Regions from separate parts of the Mus musculus genome. Here region 2 is linked to region 1. Evidence: chromatin contacts called from public ChIA-PET data. All regions are on one chromosome and are shown on one strand. The core of a region is the stretch at or near the end of the contact, and the rest is flanking DNA. Distances in the headings are between cores, read along the strand shown. Region 1 overlaps Lrch3 (leucine-rich repeats and calponin homology (CH) domain containing 3). Region 2 overlaps Snx4 (sorting nexin 4).

Evidence for each region. ChIA-PET counts read pairs in DNA pulled down with a chosen protein or histone mark.
Region 2: a contact with region 1 is called in an RNA polymerase II ChIA-PET map of memory CD8 T cells, with 11 read pairs. The contact joins two enhancer-like sites. A contact is called at or near these places in 1 of 115 datasets of contacts at active chromatin or transcription factors (memory CD8 T cells) and 1 of 9 other capture datasets (adipose tissue).

Annotation. Positions count from the first base shown.
Region 1 is chr16:32,970,012-32,976,641 of GRCm38.p6, reverse strand. Lrch3 (leucine-rich repeats and calponin homology (CH) domain containing 3) reads right to left here. Exons shown (of 21, transcript NM_001081255.1): 7 at 2,669-2,762; 8 at 793-913. Among named protein-coding and RNA genes, the nearest start is that of Lrch3, 59 kb to the right of the region's middle. Within about 2 kb of position 3,946, at least 44 of the 459 cell types and tissues checked have an H3K27ac peak or open chromatin away from gene starts, as enhancers often do. A contact at or near this core is called in memory CD8 T cells, where this site is marked.
Region 2 is chr16:33,258,892-33,265,521 of GRCm38.p6, reverse strand. It overlaps Snx4 (sorting nexin 4), which reads right to left. Exons shown (of 14, transcript NM_080557.2): 2 at 1,142-1,263. Among named protein-coding and RNA genes, the nearest start is that of Snx4, 11 kb to the right of the region's middle. Within about 2 kb of position 3,836, at least 79 of the 459 cell types and tissues checked have an H3K27ac peak or open chromatin away from gene starts, as enhancers often do. A contact at or near this core is called in memory CD8 T cells, where this site is marked.

The DNA of each region.
Region 1 (6,630 bases), core at 2,697-5,196:
GAGCAAGTTGTCCCTACCCTCACCACACCTGTGGTGGCACACCCCTTGATAATAAATAGATAACTATTTCAAAAAGCTAAAAATAAATACAAGCAAACACAATTGATTGCTAAAAGAGCTCAAGAAATCTCTTTAAAATGGAAAATCTTAAAAAGAGACAATGTTACTTCAGAAGACTGTAGTAAGATCAAGATGAACAAAGATCTATTCTTCCTAAAGTTTCCCCTCAAATAAACATGAAAGAGAAATTATAAATTGAAAATACAGAGAAAGTGAATTTTATCTGAATGGTAAACTTTTTTTTGGTCATATATAAACAGAAGTCTTCAGAAGGGTGAAGGATCTACAGAGAAGCAAACTAAAGAGTGGGTGTGACAAAGACCACTTCAAAAACGGTAAGGAGACCAGCAACTTCCTACTTCTGTCGCCATGCCTTTCCAGTCTACTGCCAGTCTACTGATGGTGGTCTACTGCCGAGCTCTCCTCATCAGGAGGGACAGGATCCCTCTAGAACCCTAAGCCACAATAAACTCCCTTAAATCAAAACAAAAAAGTTCAGGTGGGAGCTGGGCTGTGTTGTAAAGTCCTTGTCTCTGGCCCACACGGCCCTGGGTTCAATTCTCAGCACCACAAAACCAGGTGTGGTGGGATACAACTGTACCCCCAGGGCTGGGAGAAGACTGGCCATCCTTGGCTACATAAGGGGTTTGAGGGCAGCCAGGGTTATAGGGAGAGCCTGTTATATAACAAGGCACACATGAAGGCTTTAAATGTCATCAGAATCGTGTGTACCTCCACCATTTGTGACCGCCACACTGCTGCGATTCTCCTGGTACTGGCTTTCTCTCCGCAGTCTTTGCTCTTTGGTAATCTCTGCCACTCGAAGAGGCAGATCCGAAAATTCATCTGTAGGCTTAAAAAGCAGAAACATTAAAAACCATCATTTCCAATTTTAGATAACATACAGTACAGGAATATAAACTGTAATCTACATAGGAGAAGAAAAAGCAAAAGTTTTAGAAATTAATAGAGAATATTGTATAATTCTATGAACACAATTAATGCAACTGAAATATGTACTTTAAATAGGCAAACCTTACCACAATTAACAAAAATAGAAGGATATTCAGAACTGTAAGCAAATATATACATAGGTTTAAAATATCTATGTATATATACACACATTGCAATATTCAAAAAGATAGTCACCAATACATACTATACTGGCTAGTTTTATGTCAACTTTTCACAGCTGGAGTTATCATAGAGAAAGGAGCTTCAGTTGAAGAAATGCCTCCATGAGATCCAACTGTAAGGCATTTTCTCAGTTAGTGATCAAGGAGGAAAGGCCCCTTGTGGGTGGGACCATCTCTGGGCTGGCAGTCTTGGGTTCCATAAGAGAGCAGGCTGAGCAAGCCAGGGGAGGCAAGCCAGTAAAGAACATCCCTCCATGGCCTCTGCATCAGCTCCTGCTTCCTGACCTGCTTGAGTTCCAGTCCTGACTTCCTTGGTGATCAACAGCAATGTGGAAGTGGAAGCTGAATAAACCCTTTCCTCCCCAACTTGCTTCTTGGTCATGATGTTTGTGCAGGCATAGAAACTCTGACTAAGACACATACATACATACATGCATACATACATATATAGCTAACTACAAATTTCAAGTTTTGATCTAATTTTGTTTTGACTTACTATTTATTTAATTTATTTACTTATTTAGGTTTGACAGGGTCTCACTATGTAGCTCTGGTTGGCCTGGACTTATATAGTCCTGGTTAGCCTTGAACTCACAGAGATCCACCTGCCACTGCCTCCTGACACTGAGATTGAAGGCATTCAAGGCACTGTGCTACTCACCAGGCTTCTGTCTGGAATCTCAATGACACAGTGTTATAAAATGGCTGTTATCAGCACCTCTAGCAAACGTGTAGTCCTTTAATTGGTAGTTAAAATATATCCTAGTAATTTTACAAAGCAATGGATTTCATTGGAAACTCTAATAGAATTAATTAATCAAAACAAGAACCCATGCAATTTGTGGCATGTGAATGAACTCACTGAGCTGTGCCACCTTCTGTGGGGCTCCAGCCAGTGCCTGCTGGAGAGGACTCCACTTTTGAGCTGTCACTTAAAGCTCAGGTTCCCCTTCCTCACCCATCAGTGTCCAGTCCTGCGCACTTTCCCAGCCTCCAGCACACCCATTCTATCACCATCTCCGCCGCAGACCACCCTGGCCCTCACATGGATGTCAGGGCTTCTCATGGGGTTGAGACAGTTGCTATGCAGTGCAAGCTGTTCTGGAACTTACTGCATAGGCCAGGCTATCTTCAAACCATGGTCCTCCTGCCTCAGCCTCCTGAGAGCTAGCTAGGGTTATAGAAATGTGTTACCACAGCCACTAGGCTTCAGCTTTAACCACCTCACTTCCTACTCAGCTTTCCAGAATATCTGTGCATAAGACTGGGTAACAAATCTGAAAGAGGATACATGGCAAAAGGTGCTTTTAAAAGAAACAGTGTAGAATTCCCAGGTGGTAGGACTATGTAGGGTTTTTGCTCTTTGACATTTCTCTATTTTACCTAATAAATTGAATTCCAATTTAGATATTCCCCTTAATTTAATTTATTTTTCAAAATCAGGATTTTTAACACATGAACAGAACACTTACCTCATTCCCTGACCATCTCTTATCACCACTATCCACACTATTGAAGCCTGAATCCAGGGCTCCGTAAGGACGGCCTGAGTACAGTTCTTCATGGCTGTCCAAAATAAGTGTTACATGTTACTATGAGGTTTTATATTTTTCAAAGTAGCATTTGAAATTAACCAGTTATAATTTTATTAACCAACACGCTCATGACACTTGGCCACATAAATATTTGAGCTAAGTGAGCATTCTCTGAACTTTTAAAGAAGAAAATCCCAAATAGGAACAAAGTAAACAGAATAGTACGAGGCCCCAAACTCAGTATCCAGTTTGAAAAGTACCACTGCTCAACTTTGTTTTCACTGCACTCAGTTTTAATGCCATCTTACCAAGCAGTGGATTTCTCCTAACAGCCTCTCATACTTGGTGCCAGCACACTTTGTCGCCATGGGTTCATCTCCCTCCCTCCCTCCCTTCTAGCTGTTTTCTTTCTCCCTTTCTGCTTTTCAGCACAGGTCTTCCACTGCCCTCTCTTTCCATTTCCTTAAGATCTCTTCCTCCACTCTCATGATCCTCTTTCACACACAATGATGCTAGCTTTCACACACATGCAAATGCAGGTCGGTCCTCACACAAACATCATCCTTATCTGGCTTTGGCAGTAGTGAAATCCTGACTTCCCCGGGTAAGTTTGGCAGTGTTCTTTCTCTGCCAATGGACAGCACTGGTGCTAGCTACTCTTTAAATTTTGTGCTGTTTTGAGATAGGGTTCACTATCTCACCTTGGATGTCCTGGAACTCATAATGTAGACAAAGATGAGCCAGAACTCACAAAGATCCATGTGCTGCTGCCCCTGAGTACTGGATTAAATTTGTGTGCCAACACACCTGGCTTGTTTTTATCTTTAATAATATTCTTCCAAATAAAATTTACATATATTTAAATATTAGGAGTATAATCTTAACAAAATACTGTATCTTTGTAATTCTATCACAACAGAAGACATTTCTATTTGCCAGAACTGTTCTCATACACTTCTATGTAGTTAATTCTGGTCACCTTGTTATTGTTGTTAGGGTAAACGACTGCTCTGAGGTGTTTAGGTCTTAAATGGGTACGGAAACTTGAGTAACAGTTACTAAGGAACATATAACCATCAAAGAATCTCAGATCTTTTACTAAGCATCAGCAGTGCAAGATGCCACATCCTGACTCATGGAAGACCCTGAGACAGGCCAAACCGACTGTCAGAAGCAGTCAGCTGTCTGCTGGGTCTTGTGGTAGAAAAGAGAACTGGCTTAGCTGGGGGCAGGGAGTGCGGGGAAATGGAATTGTCGTGCATGCTGGCTGTGCCAGTGGCTAATGAGTAGCTAGTTCCCCAAACTCACAGAACTACCCACTCCACCTGGTAGAGGTTACTGTTTGTCTGAAAGCTCTGCTCCTGCACTTCTGTAAACAGTGCCTGAGCACCCTGGCTGCTCTACAGCCTCACTTTTGCTATGTCACTTTTCTTCAACTGTGGCTCTGTATGGATATCTAGTCTTAATTTGCATTCCTGTGATCAATAACAATATTGAGTACTTTGTTGTGTATGTACTGACCATATAAATCTCTTTCTGAAGAGTCCTTTCAAGCTCATTTCTCATTGGGTTTTTTTATTACTAAGTTGCAGGTATTAGTTGTACATCTGGATGCAGGTTGCTTTACAAATAGTTTCCCAGGCCATGGCTGCTAACATTTTCTTCTGATGGATAGCTTCTCCCAGGTTTGATGAAGTCTAACTTATTCTTTCTTTTATAGCTGCCATTGTCTCTGTGATCCGCAGTGTGTGTGTGTGTTCCTCAATCACTCCCCACTTTATTTTCCAGCACTGTCTTGCATTGCACCTGGAGCTCAGAGTTGGCTAGACTGGCTGGCCAGTAAGTTCTAGGAATCTGCCCGTCTCTGCCTCCCCAGTGCAAGGATTACAGATGTGAATCGCCATGCCCAGGCTTTTAGGTGGGTGCTGGGGATCTAAACTCAAGTCCTTAAGCTTTCAATTGAGCGGTCTCCCAGCCCCAGAGGTACACTTTCAGGAGTTTTATACCTTTACTTATTGTTTCTTTTTAAACATACTTTTAAAGTTGAGCTTAATTAGAAATCTAAAAAAATAGCAAATCAAATTAAAAAAATTAGTGCATCAGTATTTTACCTAATAAAATCTTCCTAGGTAGAAAAGCAACTTTAAATTGTAAATTTAAAATAAATGGTGTTTTTTTTTTTTTTTTTTGTGGTAGTTGTTTTTTTAAAACAGGGTTTTATTCTGTCCAAATTGGCCTCGAATTTTTGATCCTCCTGTTTCCATCTCTCAAGTGCTAAGGTTACAGGCATGTCCAGCTAACATCTTCTGTATAACTATCTTCTGATAGTGACTTTGATACTCCATATTACTTTGGTTCATGAACATAATTTTTATGAGTTATAAAGTCATGTCACAGTGTAACAGAACATAAAAGGACAACTGGACACTATCACTTAACCTCTGTAAAACAGTCGGGACCTTTCTGTTCACTTGTTAAACATAACAGACCTGCATGTGAAGGCAAGGCAGCTTTCAAGGCTTGCCACTTTCTATACTGATACAGGGGAGTTCAGGTGGGCAGTACTCAGTTCCCTATTAGACAGCTGTCCCTGCACTATGTCTAATAAACCTTTTTTCTTTTCTTCCTTTTTTTGAGACAGAGTTTCTCTGTGTAGTACTGGCTGTCCTGGGACTCTCTCTGTAGACCAGGCTAGCCTAGAACTCAGATCTGCCTGCCTCTGCCTTCTGAGCACTGGGATTAATGTTGTGTGATAATACCACCAGCTTAAATTTATTTCCTTAACGACAAATGAAAGGTACTACTTTATAGACAATAATATAAAGATCTATCTGTCCAAAGTGTGAAAAGATATACATGAAAAACAGATTTATCTTTTGGCATTTTTTTTCCTACCTGCCCCCACAGAGATCATTTAACTTAAAAGCAGAAACAAAACAAAAAGTAAAAAAACTTCTCAGCATAATTATAAATTTACTTTTCTAAAGAAAAATTTCTCTAACTTTATATTTAATAATTCACATTACACTAAAGTTGGTAAAGTAGTATAATGAATAAGATTTTTTTGGATAATATTCCTAAGATTTGTCTGAAAGCCCAGACCTTAAGGTATCCTGTGCGTTTCAACACAGCAAACTCAGGCCAAGGTGACCAAGTGTAAGAGCTACCTAGTGAAGTACATAAGCCATACTAGAAAGATTCTTTTGGGAAGCAGGTTACATAGCTTAATGGTAGAGAATGTGCCTGGCAGATGCATTACTGTAGTTTGTTTTTTTATCTAGTATATCCTCCTACATCCCCGTTCAGGGCAGGAACTGAAGTGGAGACAGACCATGGAGGAGTGAACGCTCCGTGCTGGCTTGCCCCCATCCTTTGCTCAGTTTGCTTTGCACACGGCTGAGGACCGCCTGCTCAGAAGTGTACTATCCATTTGTCTGGAGACTCTTACATCAGTCAGTAATCAAGAAAATTCCCCACAGACTTGCCTACAGGCAAATTCTATTATGGCGGCATTATTTTCTCATTACAGTTCCCTGTTCCCAAATGACTTTATAGTTTGTGTCAAGTATGACAAAAACTAAGCAGCACACACTCATTGGTTTAATCCCCAGTACCACAAGTAAGTAAATAATCTCTTTCTACAGCTGCCGGAAAAAATATGTATGTTCCATATTTACCAAATGCTTCTTTGTAACACACACAAATACATCCTGGAAGTTAGGTAGACGCCTGCCATCATTGTTTTTACCCATAAACGGCAGCCTCCTTAACTGTCTCTAAAGGTCTCCAAATGCACAGGGAGCCTCTACAGCACGGTGCCGCCGCGGTGTAGAGCTCAGTGCGTTGTGATGAAGCCTCCTAGGCTTGCGGTTCAAGACAGCCTCCTTGTTACTGAAACT
Region 2 (6,630 bases), core at 2,587-5,086, 290 kb before region 1:
ATATGCCATGTGAGTGCAGGTGTTCTCAGAGGCCAAGGGATTGGATTCCTGGGAGCTAGAGGTACAGGCAATTGTGAGATGCCTGGTGCAGGTGCTGTTAAATGAACTCTAGGTCCTCTGCGAGAGCAGTATATGCTCTTACCATTAACCTATCTATCTAGGCCCCACACTACTGGTCTTAACAATTATTGCTTGTTTTCACCATTACTATTTTGAGACAAGGTATCTAACTATCTATCTGTCTGTCTGTCTGTCTGTCTGTCTGTCTATCTCCAAGGAGGGTCTTAAACTCCTGGTCCTCTTACTCTTGGTGCTAGTATTACAATTGTGCACCACTAGCCTACGTGTAAGTAGTAAGTAAGTAAATAAATAAATAAAAACACACACGTATATACACACATACACACATACGCATAATAAATATAAATAAATATAAACACACACGTATATACACACATACCCACACACACACATATATGGCTGGGCATGATGGCACAGATGCAGATACAAGAGGTGGATCTCTGCAAGTTCCAGGCCAGGCTGGTCTATACAGCAAATTTCAGACAGCCACGGCTACATAGAAACCCTGCCTATTTATTTAAAACAATAAATAAACAAAAAACCAACAATAAATAAACAAATATATTAAGCTTATTGCTAAGCCTATTAATTACATATTACTAAAAAGACAACACAATAAGAAATATAAAACACATTTTTTTTTCGAGACAGGGTTTCTCTGTGTAGCCCTGGAACTCACTCTGTAGACCAGGCTAGCCTCGAACTCAGAAATCTGCCTGCCTCTGCCTCCCAAGTGCTGGAATTAAAGGCATGCACCACCACTGCCCGGCTATAAAACACAATTTTAAATTTCCAACTTGAAATATTTAATTTTATCTCAACTTACAAGCAAATGTTATCATTGGGTTTGCCTTCCAAATTAGAAGGCGTTAATAATGGCATACAGTTTCCAAGACACTGAAGCACTCCCACATGTTCTAAAAGACAAAGTTCCACACTTCTAACAACATCCTACCACAAGAGCCAACCTCTGAAGGAGATTACAGTTATTCAGCCTCACTCTGCTCAACTGTTTGTTAGAGAACCTTTCCATCTGATGCAAGCCATCCTTGCAACCCACCGAGTCTCGATGAGGTAGGCAGTGTACGTTTCTTGCATGTTCACGGCGTTCCTTCCGGTTCTCTTCTCTGCTTCTGAAACACTGATTTCTATTTTCTTCAACCAAAAATTATTTCCCGTCATCTGGACAAAAAATAAATAAATAAATAAATAAACGGAACAGTAAAAGCCCTTAAAGATGGTACTGATAGCTGAGGTAAGAGTGGGTGAATGCGATCTCAACACAGTATAACAAAACTCCATTATTCTGTGCAATTAATATAAGACAGTGAAAATGGTATTGGAAAACCCATAGCCATACGAATAATACCCAGTACTGGTAAATGTTGGTATTCAGTCATAGGACAAACAGCTGAGGCACATATTTTACATAGCAAAGTAGATCTGACCTTCAGGTTACCCCTGCAACCCTTAGTCCCTACCTGTTATGAGGCATGGCTGGGAACAACATCCCTAGCCTCGTTCCCTGAGTCCAGTGTACCTACCCCAAGAGCAGATTCCCAAAAACCCTGCATTTATAGACTTTAATTTAGCCTGAATTGGCTATTTCACCGTTGGAGAGTAACTTATCACCAAATATTTCAGGATAGTTTGTGGGCTCAATGGGTACAGTGCTTGCCGTGCACACATGAGGCCCTGAGTCTGGATCCCAGGTCCTGGGAAAGCTGCATGGATCAGCGTATGTATATCTGTAACGCTAATGTTCCTTCCATGGCACAAAGGGAGGCAGTGACAGGAGAATTCCAGAAGCTCGTGGGCCAACTAGCCTGGCCTATGCAATGGAGAACTATGAGACCATGGTTATTCTCTAACCGCCACACACGTGCACCACAAACACACACAGATACATTATTTGAGTTGTTACAGCTTACACAACTGCAGCACATCAGCTTCTTGAGAGGCATTTTAATGGGTATCATCCATTTAATGTGTAAGCAACCAAGAATAAAGCTATACAGGAACATATAAGAAAAAGTCTTCAGATGGGCAGCAGCTAAGAGATAGATTCCTGCTTACCATGTTTGAGGCTCTAAGTTCAAGTCTCATCATTATAAAACCAAAAATCTTTAGGTTATATTACAAACTGAGGATTCTGGGAAGACTAGTAGATTATCAAGTACCAAATACCTACTAATCCATCAACACAATACATGCATAGATTCTGTCTTGTACAAAAGTATTTGCAGAGGTTCGGAATTCAGCTCAGTGAATTGTGGAACCCTTGTCTAGCAAGCACAAGGCCCTGGGTTCCAGTCTATCTTAGTTAGGTTACTATTGCTGCAATGAAAACCTTGACAAAAAACATGTTGAACGGGAGTAGGTGTATTGTATTTTGCTTACACTTCCATATCAGAGTTCATCATCCAACTGATACACACATACACATGTGTGCATAACCCTTTCATACACATGTATGCATAACCCTCTCTCCTTTTGTGAATAGGTAGCAGGAGAGAATATGTTAGAAAAAAATATAAAGATACACACATAAAAAAATGCCATGCCGGGCATGGTGGTGCGAGCCTTTAATCCCAGCACTTGGGAGGCAGAGGCAGGTGGATTTCTGAGTTTGAGGCCAGCCTGGTCTACAGAGTGAGTTCCAGGACAGCCAGGGCTACACAGAGAAACCCTGTCTGGGAAAACCAAACCAAACCAAACCAAACCAAACCAAACCAAACAAACAAAAAAACCCATAATGATATTCATTATTTTTTGCATTTGTTACCTTAAAATTAATACATAAAAAGAGATCTGAAAACAAAGAGAGTAGTTTCTTTTATTTTTACTAGAAGAACTTCAAGTCTATATAAAAAAAAAACACAAAAGAAGTGGTGGTTGACAGGTGGGAGAGTATGAGTGTGTGTGTGTGTGTGTGTGTGTATGTGTGTATGTATTCTGATGTTAATTCTGCTTTCTCAAGAGTGCTGCCCCATGAGCAGTTGATCATGTACTCAGGTGATCACATATGAACCCTCTCCCCATTTTAATTGCCCAGAGCCTATGACTGGGCAGTGGAAGGGATAGGTGGGACAGGATGTCTTTGAGAGGAGGGCAGGGAGAGAAAGGAGAATGAGAATGGAGAAGAGGGCAGAAAAAAGGAGGAGGAGGGGGAAGAGGAGGAGGAGGAGGAGGAGGAAGTCATGAGGGAGCAGAACCAAGTGGCCAGGAGAAACCACAAATAGCAAAGGGTCTTATAGCTGGGGACTAAGTTAGTATGTGTTAGATCTGCCCAATCTAGACATATATACTAACTGGATTGAGTATTTTTTATACGGGCTTATTTGGGTTGGAAATTCCAAGGACAGTCCACAGCCATTATCTATGATTGTCTTGTGCTCTTGAGTGTTGTGATTTTTGCCAGCTGCAGATAGTTTCATGACTTGGCAGATTTGAGAACCCTGAGAGGGCCTGTTGCAACTGTTGCTCCCCTTGCTGGTGTTCCACACACACACACACACACACACACACACACACACAACCCTCAACTGCTGCTGGTTCCTCCTGCTGTTGTATTTGTTATTGCTAGTTTGCTGGACTGCTGGATATTCTGACAGCAGACTGGACTTGCCCCAACAACCCTAATCAACAGGAAGTAGCCTATAGAAGTCTATGCCCCCCACTTCCCTTTCCCTTTCTAACCTACCTAGTGTTGGGGGTGTTAGAACGGGTTAGGGTGGAGTAACGGCAGGAAGGGTGGTAGAGATAAGAACACAATAAAGTAGGCAAACCCACACCAACACTCCAGTGAGAGAGTACAAGGGCAACACAGATTGAGCTTTTTTTCTTTTTTCTTCTTTCTGTTTGGGGAGGTCTCAAGGGTGAGAGTGAAGCTGGGAGGACTCAGAAGTGAGTGTGCTCAGTGTTCATGATATAAAGTTCCAATAATCAAAAGAAATATTATAGGGAGAAAAGCTACACAGGTTGTGGCGATGACTCAGTAAAGTGCTTGCTATTGATGCGTAAGAAACTAGGTTTGGTATCCCAGTACTCACAAGAAAAGCCAAGCAAAGTGCTGCACTCTTAATTCTAGCACTGGGGAGGAGGAGGCAGGGGGATCTCTGTGGTTTCTAGCTAATTCAATTTGCTAGCTCCAGGTCAGTTAGAGACATTGGCCCCTCGCCCCAAAAAAGGTAGAAAGCGATTCAGGAAGATACCCAATACGAAAATCTGGCATCTACAGAAGTCCATGTACACGTGGACACACACGAAATGCTACAGGAAAAGCAAGAGTTACGTTACATTGAGAAAACTAGAGTTATGCATGACTTACTAAAAATGGATTCGATGATGAAAAGCAGATAATATACTTAGGAAGCATGCCCAGGAAAACGCAGATAGTGATGGGTATTTATATACACAAGAGAAAGTAAGAGCCAGAAAGAAGCCCTTCAGCCAAAAGCAAGCTCAAGAGATTACCTAAGACAAGCCGGTAACCATCAGGATGGTGAAAACCTCACTGGCTGAGATGCACATACCCTAAACTAAACCTTCCGACTCACCACCATCTGCTCCAGGGAAAACTCTCTCAAATTTGAAAGCACACACTGATAAAGCAAATTCCTTCTCAGCCCAAACAATAATGCATTCTCATGATGTTAGTCTGTCATACTATCCAGTTAGAATAAACACAAAATCTTTAAAAAGCACAAGTTCAAGAATAATAAAGCTGTTGGGCAGTGCTGGTGCACACTTTTAACCTCAGCATCAGAAGGCAGAGGTGGGTGGATGTCTAGCTAGCCTGATCTACACATCAAGTGTCAGACCATCCAGAGACAATACAGCATGTTGGCAAACTCATCTCAAACAGTTTCTGGGAAAAGGCTCTTCACAGTCTGCTTATATTATGGTTTGAATCCGCAACGTGTCAGTGCTCCCTCTCACCCATCACCCCCTCAGTCCCCTGCTGGTGGGGTAACTCTGTAATCTGGTAAAACCTTAGGAGGTTGTATTATGGAGGAACTAGGTCACTGGGGCAGTGTCTTTGAAGTGGCTTCTCCCTGCCTGATGAAGGGGCAGCCTCCTTCACATGCTCTAGCCACTATGACACTCTGCCCCAGGCAGAATGGAGCCAAGCAGTCAGGTACACCAGGGAGCCATGACCAACCCTCAAGTTGTTTCTGTCACGTACTTACTTGGTCACAATTACACAAGTACAGGGCTGGAGAGATGGCTCAGTGGTTAAGAGCACTGACTCTTCTCCCGGAGGTCCTGAGTTCAAATCCCAGCAACCACATGGTGGCTCACAACCACCTGTAATGAGATCTGACGCCCTCTTCTGGTGTGTCTGAAGACAGCCACAACGTACTTATGAATCAAAAAAAAAAAAAAAAAAAAAAAAAGATACAGGTACAAATTATAAATGTGAGGTTTCAAAATGCAGAAAGTTTCCTGAGACCAAGTCTCACTTTGTTCTAAGCTGGCTTGAAACTCATGATGAGGCCCAGGCTGGCCTTGAACTATAGGCATAAGTCAACATACTCTAACTCAAAACAATTTTTAAAAAAGAATTATTTATCTAATTTATATGAGTAAACTTTAGCTGTCTTCAGACACACCAGAAGAGAGGGCATCAGATCCCTTTACAGATGGTTGTGAGCCACCATGTGGTTGCTGGGAATTGAACTCAAGACCTCTGAAAGAGCAGTCCTAACTGCTGAGCCATCTCTCCAGCCCTCAAAACAATTTGAAATGGTCACACATAACACATAAAAAAAAAAAAAATTGTTTCTGTTATGTTTCAGGAAAGTAAAAACTACACAGCCTCCAAATCATTGCCGAGGATAATACTAACGCTATCTCCCATTTTAGTCTGTTATGGATAGAACCCTAAACAAAAACATAAGTTACGAAGCATTAAATATGACAGAATAAAATTAAAAATAAAGTCAGTTAAGGAACACAAATACTTCAAACTTCCTGTGTGTGGTGTTTATATGAGAATGGACCTCATACACTCATTTATGGGGTCCCTGGTTAGTGGAACTATTTGGGAAGATTCATTAGATGTGGATTTTTGGAGGAGTGGGTGGAGGCTGGCTTTAAGGATTCAAAAGCTGATGACATTCCCAGTGTCTCTCTCATTGCCTGGTGCATGTGATATGGGTCAAGATGTAAACTCTCAGCTACTGCTCCAGTTCCATGCCTATCTGCTACCATGTTCCCTGCCGTGATGGTCATGAACTTGAACCCTTTAAAACTGCGAGCCCGGGCTGGTGAGATGGCTCAGTGGGTAAGAGCACCCGACTGCTCTTCCGAAGGTCAGGAGTTCAAATCCCAGCAACCACATGGTGGCTCACAACCATCTGTAACAAGATCTGACGCCCTCTTCTGGAGTGTCTGAAGACAGCTACAGTGTACTTACATATAATAAATAAATAAATCTTTAAAAAAAAAAAAAAAAAAAAAAAAAACTGCGAGCCCCAAATTAAATGCTTTCCTTTATAAGTTGCCTTAGTCATGGTGATTTGTCACAGCAATTAAAAACTAAAA